2 separate regions of the Oryzias latipes genome follow, and region 2 is linked to region 1. The links are chromatin contacts, called in public Hi-C maps. All regions are on one chromosome and are shown on one strand. Each heading gives the region's core, a stretch centred on a gene start, on an enhancer-like site or on the middle of the called end of the contact. The rest is flanking DNA. Distances are from core to core; before and after follow the strand shown.

Region 1 (6,025 bases), core at 885-3,384:
AATTTCTCGTGCTCCTTGAGTTTGCTACTTGCATTGGCCTATGTGTCATAACAACCCCCCTTTTGTTACTATGTCCACTTGGTTAAACAAATTGACTCTGAGAACTGGATGAGTAAGTGTGATGTCATTCACAGAAAACAACTCTCTTCTGGCTCCAGCGAAATGAAGACAATTCAGTCGCCTTTTTATTTTACTTTTTTTGCAATACTGACGTGGCCATGCTGGAGCCACACAGAAAGCAGTGATTGGTCCAGTCTGTTATTTCTATGGCAACCACTCTCGCCAGTCAGGAATGAGTGACTTGTTGAAAGTTCATACCCTTTCCACTTAAAAGCAGGCTACACAAAATCTGTCAAACGTTTGGAATGCTGGGGCACCACATGCTTTTATTGAGGCATCTGATTGGTCAGTTAATAACTTTAAAAAATTGGATTCACAAGAACATGTTAAAAAGGTAACGGAGCAAGAATGATTATGCTGACAAATATGTTTTTTCTCCATAGAAGTCCATGGGATTTTGTCTTCTTGGAACCAGTGGGTACTTCCTATTTGGAATGTGGGGGGGGGGGGGGGGGTCACTCAGGCTATTTATTGTATAAAGTCAATGGTTAAACCATTTGTACGTTACTCAAGATCTTGGCACACTCAATCTCAACCACCTTCAGGATTTACTTTACCTTGACTTAGACTTCCAAACCATTATTGACAGGGATGTCCTATTAAAAAAAAAAAAAAGTTTCCGTGCTCCATGATCACCGTGGCAGCTGGCATGTTATATGTCACTCTTATGTGCTGTATACTATAATTTCTGCACAGCCAATAGAATTCTGCCTCCTGTGTCGCTGCTTCTACAATGGAGGGGGGTTGGTAAAGTGTGTTAGGCTAGGCCATTCCACACAACTGTCCTAGTCAAATTCTCAGCTGTTCACTTCAATCCTGACAACCAGAATGAACCGGCGTCAGCACGAAAGGACTTTTTTGTGCTGTGCCATTCTTCTGCACACTTGGTCTCACTCCAATCGTGTCTTGATCCTATTGTAAAAGCGATCCCAGTGGCTTTTTAAATAATGACTGTTATGCCGTTCTTAGCTAAAATACAATTAAATATGTTTTTTTTAGGACAGTTTCTGCAGAGCAGCAGGAGTTTATTAAAAAATTTGCCTCAGAGTTGTAGGTCGGGCTTTTGGCACAGAGTAACCCTTCCCTCATTTCCCATCATCCATCTGTTTACACTCTTTCCTCCCCGAGCTTATAGGCCCCAAAACCCCAACTAAACATTACTGGTGCAGCAAAAATGTCGAGCAGTTTTGGAGCAATGCAGTCGTACAGTTTTGAGCCAGATGTTGTCATCTAGAACTGTATGGATCAGAATGGAGGGGAGCTTATGGCATGTAGACTGTAGCTTTTTTGTCTCCTGCTCCTGATCTCAAAAATGCAACTATGAGCTTTATTTTCTTTATAAAAGTCCTCTACCATTCGAAAAAGGCTACAAGAACATATCAACAAAAATAGCAGAAACACAATTATTTTGGAGTGTGTTTTTAATAACTGCCTTAGTTAAACTGAACAAGCCAACAATAGGGATTTACTGTGACTAAAAGGCATAAAGAGAATTCTCATGGTCCATTTAACAGAAGAAATAATTTCTGGCACATCAAGCTCATTTTGCTTTTTTTTTTCTCTGCTTCTGGTGCCATTTGACCACTGGGTGTCATCCAAGAAATAAAAATGCCAAAGGAGAACGAGGCTCTCTATCCGGCGTGACTCACAGCTGGCTCGTGTGGGGACGTCAGGCCTGTCTGCTTCAGCTTTCAGTTGTGCTGCAGGAAAAAAAAGCTCTAAAACTTTGAGGGATTTTGGTGAATCTGCGCACAAAAACCGGACAGGTGCGCACGCAGCGGACAGTTTTTACGCCCCCCCCCCTTACTTTCCCTCCCCAAAACACGCACACCTCCCTTTCTGTGAGGCGCATGGAAGCACTGCGGCACACTGCGTGTCTCTGCTGCGCTGCATGGCCGCCTGCCTCAGCGCGCAAAGGGAAAGAAGCGGAAGATAGGAGGAGGGGAATGACTACAGCAAGAGAGTAGGAGGAGAAGGGAGGAGGAAGAATGAGGAGGGAGGGAGGGAGGGAGGGAGGGAGGACAGTTTCCTTTCTGTAACACGCTTACATGAACACACCACCGGGAAAGAGGGAAGAAAATAATCGAGAAGGAAGGAAACACAGCACCCCTTTCGTCCGCCTGCGCGTCCATCCATTTGGTTGGTTGTTTTATTTTTCCAAGAGGGGTGCGCACTCCCCCCCCCCCCTTCTCTCTCTCTATTTTGCGCAGACTTGCGGACTAATATGGAAAGACAGAGCTCCCGGTGAGGATTGGCTTTCAGTGAACCTCTTTCTGTGGTACAAGCTAATAGGAAGGGGAAAAAAGGCGAAAGGGAAGACATGTTGGGGGGCTGCTCGTCTTGAGCTGCCGTTGCGTTGCGCTCTCTTGGAACGGGGCGAATGGAGGCTGACCGGGTTGCTCAGGAGCCATTATTGCGCGCGCAGTTTGTTTAATTGGTTTTGTTATGGTCAGAAATAAGGTAGGCCTCTGAGGAAGCCCTGCAGTAAATAAATACACAGTCAGCGGAGCAGGGGGTGGGGGGACCTTTGGTTTGAAAGTAACCTGATCTTTTATGGACAGAATTGTTTTGGGAAGAATACCAAAAGGAGAATATATATTTTGGTCTTTTAGGGGAGCGATCCTAAAGGCAGAATTATACAAAGGCCTAGTTTACGCGTGAACTTGGCACTTAAAGACGCTTTCCTGAATCCTCCACCGCCTGGATTTGAGCACAGAGGGTGATCTCCGAATTATTTTTTTTCTTGCCTGGAACGTCAGCACAAATAGGGTTTTTCCAATGTTGATGTCGAACGACGTTGCTTCAATTATGCTGCCCGTGTCCCGGGCGCTCATGGACCGGGACAGAGAGCTGGACACCATGCCAGGGGTGCATCCCAACGCGGGCGGCGCTCCTGCAGCCGTCCGGGGCATGAAGCGCGGGGACCCGGAACCAGACGCGCAGACGGCGGCCGCGCTGGTGGACTCCAGCGGGGCAGAGTGCAAGCGCCCCCGCATCGACGGCTCGGGAGGGCTCGGCGAGGTCGGCCAGGTGAGGAGCAGGGGACACGATTCCACACGGTGCCTTTAGTCTGAACTCAACCAAGTATGGCAAGCATAAGGCATCATAAATCACTACACGTTTCGGGGTCCCCCCCCCGTGATTTATGATCTATTTTGCTTGCCATCTAGGCTCCATACGTGCGTGTCATGTGTGCGCACTGCAGCAAAAGGGCCTTTCCTATAGAACAAAAGCTCAGGCCTCTTCATCACCTAATGTGCAGGAAATATCACTGCTTTCATTCACTCATGACACTGTATTCTGATAGTAAATGATGGCAGATACTGCTTTATGACAAGTAATTACTTTATCCTGTAACCAGAAGCGCCATCTTCATTCCATTAAACTGCAAACTTTGCTTTATTTGGAAGACCCACAATGCATCTGAATCAGAATGTAAACAATCTATTTTCTTGTAGTCCGAATTAAATTGGGTTTAACAAAGTGGAGCCATGTTTGGCAAAACTTAAGTTCCTATCTGCTCAGTTCATTTCACAAAAATGGAATAAATGTAGCCATCCCTACTATTTTCTAAGACTTTTTTTGCACCAGTGCTTTCTCACTGAATTGACATTTTGTGCCCCATAGCCATCCAGAAAGGGTCATATCCTCTTAATGGAGCATCACGGGATCACGCTGAGGATGTCATTAGACTGGATTATTTAGAGCAAAGTACTCCTGTAGAAGACAGAAAGCTACATCTCTGTTGCTGAAAGAGGCAGTAATGGAGTTGAAGTGGCCTGTTTGCTCCTGCTTGTAAAGCTAAATGGCTGGCTGTGCCATCCTCACGCTGTCTGGGAGTGCTGACAGACAGCCTCTGAAATGTAATGCACTTAGAAAAAACCGCCTGCGTGTGTGTGTGAGAGGCTTCGATCAATCGCTTCAGCCTTTAAAACGTATTGAACTGAGCGGACAGTCCGGAAATGAGAGTGGGGAAACGCACTCCCCTCCCAATTCAAATCTCTCAGTTAGGAACAGATTTGCCCTATCAGTGGCAGCAAAGAGGCTTTGTTTCCAGCTTATTGGATCACATCTTGCACTGATGGGGGATTCGAAATACCGTTATTCAGGGCAAAAACATGGAACACATGTAGAAACCCAAATGTTGATTAAAAAAAATAATATATATATATTTTTAGCAAAGGAGTATCTGCAATAATTGGGGGTGGAGGACCTCAGTCTAAAGATTGGATTGGGTTGGAAATGGTTTATTTCAAGCAATCAAAGCAGAATTTATTCAAAGATATAGCAAACATAGGATAACTAGTCATAAACATTGATTGGAAAATACACATGTTTAAATACACTAGTAAATAGTTCAGTTATTACTCTTAAATATAAATAAACAAACTTGCTCTTTTGCATATAGACACAATCTATTATATACTGAGATATTGTCAAAAGGAGTTGAGTAGATTGCTTGAAAGGGAGGCGGAGGAAGCGACCGTATCTAATCCCACCCCTGGTCTGTTTTACTTTTGAATTTTTTTCATTTTTCCTTACCTAAATGATCAGTATCCAGTTCTTAACTTCTGATCAGTCATTTATACTATACCAATCAATACAGATTCAGGTCAGGTCAGGAGGATTTTCAAACTGTGCTGATTGGTGCTGTGATGGTGTTTTGATTGGCAGGGTGTAAAGGCTCACCTAACCAATCCAAACAAACTGAAAATGAGGCTCGGTGTTTTTTCTGTAGTACGAATTATTCAAGTTATAAACTGGCCAATCAGATGCTTCAGTAAAAGTAGGTGTTAGTTCCCATCTCCCATACTGATCATTGGAAACAGATTTTGTGGGGCGTGCTTTCAAGTGGTCGGGGTGTGGACTTCCAAAAAGCTCACTCCTGATTGGCAAAAGTGGTTGCCATAGAAACAATGACTCAAACCAACCCGGACCAATCACTGCTTACTGACGTCGTCTGCCTCCAACATGGCGTCTTTCCTATCGTGAAAAAATGGGGTCCAGTTTTGTTATACAGTCAATGATCTAAACTTCATGATGTTTGTTGGTTGCTCAAAAAAAAACACGCAATAATGCACAGCAAAACGTTATTTTATAGCTTCTATTGATCTCTAACAAATTCTTTAAAAACTATAAAATTCTGCAATACGCCAAACTATTCTAAATATAAGAATTAGAAACCAGGATGTTAACCTGTGAAGATCCAGTTAAATCATTTGGTTGGTAACTTCAACGATGCTCTGCAGCAAAACTAGTTTAGTGGTCTTTTTAAAGCCACTTTCTGAGAAATGTTAATATATCTGAAGAGGAGCGCTCCTGCAAAACCCATTTCCAGAACAGGAAAATATTACAGCTGGCAGTTTTTATGACCCTTAGAGGATCCCTACAAGAACTTTAATTAAAAAAAAAAACTCCATTAAACTTTATTGCTAGCATTACGCCGACAGTTGAACCCTGACCTGCATGTGAAGGCAGCGCGGTGGGGTGTGGTTACGATACAGAACAAATCTTTTGGCAGCGCTGCAGCCGTTTGATGGGATCTTTTCCCATTTGGTTATTGACGCAGCAGTGTTTCTCATGATTGTGTGTTGTCAGCACAGCGCCAAGGCAGGAAATAGTCCTCTGTGTTTGGCTCTGCAAAGCCTGAGGAGAGAAAAGGAGGGTGTGTAAATCGTTGCAGCGTTGAAGGACAGAAAATGTCAGTCAACACAAAAAAAAGGAAATTTGCAGAAGAATTGAAATACAATGTGCAGAGGGCTCATAATCCAGTAGATTGGATTTTAAATTAAAAACCTACTCAGCAGCTTCACACCACGTGATCCCTCTATTTGTATTCCTGTGCAGCACCAGGGGAAGTCCTTTTTTTCTGGATGACATGGGTTCATTACAACCCCACACATTC
Region 2 (6,051 bases), core at 2,472-4,971, 38 kb after region 1:
GGCCTATGTTTGGTGATGTTATATTCAGCCAAGCCTAAAAAGCTGCCTCTGAAGCAATGCCATAGTTATTCTAATGACCAAAACCAACAGCTGCTCACTTATAGATGGCGAACAAAAGAATCGTCTTTTTTGCTTCTTTGTTATAAAAAAATTCAGCATTTATTCAAAAACAGGTAGTGGACCTATCAGGTTTGTTAGTCTCTCTAATAACCAGATACTGAGAGTTTGGAAGGATTCACAAACAGAAGCTGGAGAGAAAACCTTGGTGCGAGTTGTGCCTGACAAACGGATGAGGTCATAAAACTGTCAGAGCGTGGTTTTCCTGTGCCCCTACAATGAACCTTATCCCAAAAAGTAAAGTGATAAAACACTAAAAATATTAATCAGCCCGCCTTACGACTTATTCTGAATATCACTGAAGTCCCGAAGGAAATATTTAATCAATTGCAAAGAAATCATTAGATTGTGGTGCAGGTAAATGTCGTCCTCGTTGGTTTTACTTCTAAGCTACAACTCCAGAGAAAATGACTGCTGAAATACTGTAGTATTACTACGGACGGATATTTTGGTGCTCGCCGCTCCTCACGCTCCCCTCCCTCGTCCTCCAACAGGGCTCTCAGGATAGTGCTGGCGGTCAGGAGGGACTGGTACCTCCACCTTTCTCAGCGTTTCCACCTCCCCCTCCACCACCCCCTCAGAATGGCCTGACCTTGGACTACGGCGGCAGTCTCTACGCGACGGGGGCCGTTCAGGGCCCTGTGGAGGCCGGCGGAGCGGGAAACGGCGTGGTCAACCCTGCCAACAGTCTCAGCGCTCAAGTAAGTGCCAGCCTCATCTCCGGTGTGCCGCCCACATCTGGGTTCTGCCTGGAGACAGCGCCCGCATCAAGTGTGCCACTTCTCCTTTAGCTGCACAGATTTCACTTTTCTGAAAGAATGAGTGTATTTCACCAATAGCATCTACCATGGAACGTCGACCATGAGTGACTGCTTCCCAACACAACAATGGATCTAACAAACAAGTTATTGGTTGTTCACATCATTGCATTGTTTTGTTTTCATTTCGAATAAAGATTTATTGAGCAATTTCAGCTTCAGTGCAGCAACGCAAATATATTCACACACTGGAATAAGCTTTGGAAAAATATTGGTTCAAAATCGAAATCATGAATTGATTCCCTGTCAAAGCGCTCTGCAGTGTGGTTTCAGCATTTTGAGAGGCTCCTCCCCTCCTCTCACTCCGTTGCTTCATGGTGGGTGAAGCTCCTGAACAGAACGGTTGGCTTGAAAAAGTGTTATTAGTTGCTAGTTGCTTTGAGCCACAATTAAAATGGATTGTGGCAAACTGGATAATCCACAGTAATCTGAGTTTGTGATGTCACTGAAGCCGCTCATTAAAACACATTTTAATGAAAAAGGTAATTGTTTTTTCACCCTTTTGCCACTTCTGTTGCACTGGTAATGTTGGGGTTGTAAGGGGATGTAAACTGGTGGGAGAGAGTGTAGACAGATGGATGATGATTGGAAAAGGTGTGGGCTTACCCTGCGCTAACAGTCCCGCCCACAACTTAGAGGTGAATTTCTAATGAGCCACTGCCACTCTGCTGCAGAAACTATGTCCTAGAAAACAACACCCTTGAAGAACACTGGGAACACCTTTACAGTAGATCAAAAGATGATCAGGACTTCAATAAAGGCCTTAGAAAATTCTTAGCTAGGACCTAAAGGTTTACTTCTATATGTAGCAAATCAAAACTTTCAACACAGAAATTTCATAAACATCCCTTGGCAAAAAGTACAGTATACTTGGTCTATACTAAAAGTGAGGCAGTATGTTTATATATTTTGTTGGAAGAAGTATTGAGTTAATATACTTTCTACACTACAAAGACATGGTTTATAGCAGGAGTCTGCAACATTTAACACTAAAGAGCTATTTGGTCCAGTTTCTTATTGACCAAAACCCAGAAAGAGCTGCAAAGTCCCACTTAACCTTTTAGAAAAATAAATTTTAATGACTTGTAGCAATAATCTATTCGTTCATAATATATGGCATTTAAATATTTACAATAATTCAGTGATTAAAGTGCCACAATTATCTATATGAAACAATTTCAGTTTCAATTTCTTTACCTTTGACAGCAGCACATCTTACTTCCTTTCAAAATAAAGTATATCCTATGATAAATATGATCTTCCCGCTGCAGCAGATTCAGCAGAAATTAATTGAATCAAAAAGGCAATCAAACATGGCATTTTCTATTGTGTGTCTTTGTTGTACTGTCATCCTTTTCCTATTTTTTAACTATCAAAAATAAGTATACGTCGGTGTAGAATCCAACTCTATTTTATTTTTGTATCTACATGTAAACAAAATGTTATACTTTAGGAACTCTGTTGTGCAGCAAAAGATAAGATTATGTGCTTAGCTTAATATTTATTCTAATTGTTAGCATTTTTTTTTAAGCCAAAGAAGGATCAAAGAGTCTCTCTGGAGCCTCAGGTCGCAGATCCCTGTGTTCTATAGTATCCCTGCTGTACTTGTACTCACGTATACTCCTTTTTGCAAAGCGATCTTAATACATTTAGCCGGAGTCCTAAACGGCAGTTTTCAAAAGAATCAGTCAACCCAATGCTGCTGTCCTTCACACTCCGAGTCATTTTTACCTTTGTGTTTGTGTAGATTACATAATCAATTAAGTTAATGTAATCTATTGCCTGCTGTTTACCTTAAAGATGCTTTGAATGCACTCAATTAAAACATGCATATGAATAATTATTAATCAAGGGAACATGCAGCTAATTCATCTATATTGGGCCTAATTACTACAGAACTATTTAAAGCTTTCAGATGGGTTTATATAATAATATAATTTTTTTTCCCTCTGCTTGTCCTCTGTCTACAGTCAGATGGGTCCTCTCAGATTGACGGCCAGTCTGGAGTCGGCTCGGGAGGAGGGGGCGGGGTCTCCGGGGACGATTCCGATGCCAAAGGGACCCCCAAACGCCTACATGTCTCCAACATCCCCTTCCGCTTCCGTGACCCTGACCTGCGGCAGATGTTTGGGGTACGGATGGATGGCAAAATACTTTTGAAATAATTGTTTTTTGTAAAAAAAAAAAAAAATCTTTTAAATGCGTGAAAAACAAGGATGTGGATTTAGTGTTTTGAACAAGCTCAGACTTTTAACTTTGGCCCTGTGCTCGGCTGTTTTGTAAGAGAATGATTCTGTGCTGAGAAAAGAGCGAGGAAGATGAAGGAGAACACCAGAGCTGGCCTGCCGCCAAGCCAATCATGCTCGAACAGCGCTGACTCCCTGTGGCGACCATGTGACTTAAATGACTGTTAACTCTCCTTATTTTTCTCATCTTTCCTGTCATTGCAGCAATTTGGCAAAATCCTTGACGTGGAGATCATTTTTAACGAGAGAGGCTCCAAGGTAGGGCAGAGGAGGGGGGAAAAAAACACTCCTATATCTCTTTTTTTGCCACCATTTCTTTTGCTTTCCGGAATATTCTTTCTCCATTTTTCTCTTGTGCTCTCTCCTGCAGGGCTTTGGTTTTGTGACATTCGAATCGAGCGCAGATGCGGAGAGAGCCAGAGAGAAGCTTCACGGCACCCTGGTGGAAGGGCGTAAAATTGAGGTAAGGCAACCCCCTCCAACTGGTGGCCATCTTCTCCTCTGCTCTCCCTCTAACGTCGCGTTTCAAATCTGCGCCTTTGGCTGTGAGAAGGTTGGACTCCCTGTGGCTTCACGACAGCATGGCACAGCAGAAGCCGCTCGCGCAGGCGTCTCCTCTGACGGCATTTCCTGCCGCTGTTGTTGTTGTTGATGATGTGGTGGGCTGTCCATTGCAACTCGATCGCATAAGCTGTGTGGTTTGCAAAGCTTGCTGGGAGGATTGGCTACACAACAGGCATGGCTGGGGGGAGAAGTCACAACACGGTTGCTGATGTTTCTGCTTCTGTCACAGCATGGAGGACCCCCCCCCCGCCCCTTTTCCTGCACCTTTTTCCATACCCACCATCTCTTTGTCCATTCCATTATGAGTGGCTATTTTTTTGCTTCATGTTTGTGGGACGGGGCGGTTCAAAGCCCCAGTTGTTCTCCTCTGGTGTCTGTGAGAGGCTTTTGGATGCTGCATGGTTGGAACCAAAGGTCAGGTCGCTGTAAAGTTTTCCACACTTTTACTGAACACTACGCCGCTTCCTCACAGTCAGTATGTTGCTTGTTGTGTCACACTGATGCATGATGGGAGCCAGGGTTTGAGATTGCTGCGTGTTGTCATTTATGATTCTTCAAACAAGCAGTTTGGATCATCAAAAAAAAGAAAAAAAAGAAAATTGAAAGAAGCATTCACCACTCTAAAACTTTTCACCAGATCTCATGGATTTGCTTTTATTTTTTCATTTCCCCGCATAATTTGGATTTCAGTTGCAAATGGCCTTGCCTCCACCATTGCTCCTGACTCAGGAGCTCCGTACACGCCAGACATGTGATGTGCGCTCGAGAACGCGCCAATGGAAGCACGTTTTTGAACACACCCATGGTGTTCACACTGGGCAAAAACGTAGGGAGGGGTTCATATTCCTTTTCTAGTATTTCTAGAGCGTGTCCGCCACCTACAGTTTGGTGCAAAATGTTGAAGCAATGCAGATCTCTCAAATCTTGCTCTAGGCGTTTTCTTTCACAGTTCTATACCAATATATGATAGACTTGATGGTATATTATTGCAGCTGGGCACAAACCACAGTCATTAATGTCTCCTCTGTGATCAATTTTTTAAACGGTTTCTAAACCAATTCAATCTGATTTAACTTTTAAAGAGTGTTTAATGGCAGCAAATTTTGTGCGTAGAGTCCGAATGGCACGTAGTGAGGCGTGAAGGCGAGAGTTTTGAGCGCAGAAGCCTGAAACGCAGGTTTACGTATTCACTTGAACGTGCGTTGCTGAGGCCAGTGTGAACATAGCTTTGAACAAAGTCACATTTTTTATTTTTTCCCTGCAGCTGCAGCTGTCCTGCATGCTCCTGAATGTCCTAAGCTAACTCTGTTTTCCTGTGGGTGTGCAGAAATTCAATTTAAGAAAAGAAAAAAAAAAGAAAACTGTACGGAGGGTGGAGAAAGAGAATATTGTCACAGATACCTCTCTTTTTGCTTTGTTTTATTTATTTTAAATAGATTTTCAATCGATTTTTCATCTCTTTTCACTCCCTTCACCGGGCCAGTCTGTGTGTTTGTCTCTCAGTTTGTGTCCATCTGTGCTCCTGCATCTTTGCTGTACATCCTTCCCACATTTCTCTGTCCAGTTTCCTCTCCTGGAACGTAATGGAATAAAGTTTCACTTCCGTTTATTCAATATTTGCTTATAAACATTGCGTTATCATAATAATAGTTAGGATTGTTCGTAGATTTGAATGTCTTTGTTTTAAGCAAAAGCGGTGTTTTAGAGGCTTGTTGTGTCGTGGCTCAAGTCTGTAGTCACTGTAGATGACTGTTGACATGTGACATCACTTCCTCTCTACCACAGGGTGGGGGTTGCTCCTCATTACCTCCTTTTGTTTGTTTTCCTTTTTCTCTTCTTTTCCTAGTTCATCGTTTTTTTGTTTTTGTTTTTTTATTACATATATTTTCTCTATTTCCCTGATGATTTTTGTATGTTGTTGTTGTTGTCAGTCTCCACGGTAACTGCTCGCGTGTCCTCACGCCGTTTCCCTGGCAACGGTAAGTTGTGTACACATGGCATCATCAATGAATGACCCCTCCCTCCCCCACCCATCCGTCCAAACGACATAAATTGCACCCAAATGAGGGACTCCCTTAGCCGGAGGAAGCCTGATTGACTTGATTGGTAGAACCTGATTGGCTAATCCCTTGGATTGATTCGGGAGGTGGTGAATGAAGCCGTTAAAGAGATTAGCCATTGACCGCATGGCATTAAAGTAAAGCCACTCGTGTAACTGAATGTACCGCATCTATCTGCAAGTGCAACAAATATGTCTGCCACCTCATTCCAATCACCTCTCTAACTGCATTCAGCATTTGATTCCA

The links. A called contact is a pair of places that touch in the nucleus more often than the background predicts.
Region 2: a Hi-C map of fibroblasts shows a contact between it and region 1, with 2.1 times the contacts expected there. The contact joins the enhancer-like site here to the promoter of LOC101157754 in region 1. A contact is called at or near these places in 2 of 5 Hi-C or Micro-C datasets (embryo and fibroblasts).

Annotation. Positions count from the first base shown.
Region 1 is chr1:11,008,516-11,014,540 of ASM223467v1, forward strand. It overlaps LOC101157754 (RNA binding protein fox-1 homolog 2), which reads left to right and starts at 2,135. Exons shown (of 13, transcript XR_002873415.1): 1 at 2,135-3,150.
Region 2 is chr1:11,044,725-11,050,775 of ASM223467v1, forward strand. LOC101157754 (RNA binding protein fox-1 homolog 2) reads left to right here. Exons shown (of 13, transcript XR_002873415.1): 3 at 612-818; 4 at 2,906-3,067; 5 at 3,386-3,439; 6 at 3,552-3,644. Among protein-coding and RNA genes, the nearest start is that of LOC101158417, 20 kb to the right of the region's middle. Within about 2 kb of position 3,722, at least 2 of the 8 cell types and tissues checked have an H3K27ac peak or open chromatin away from gene starts, as enhancers often do. A contact at or near this core is called in embryo, where this site is marked.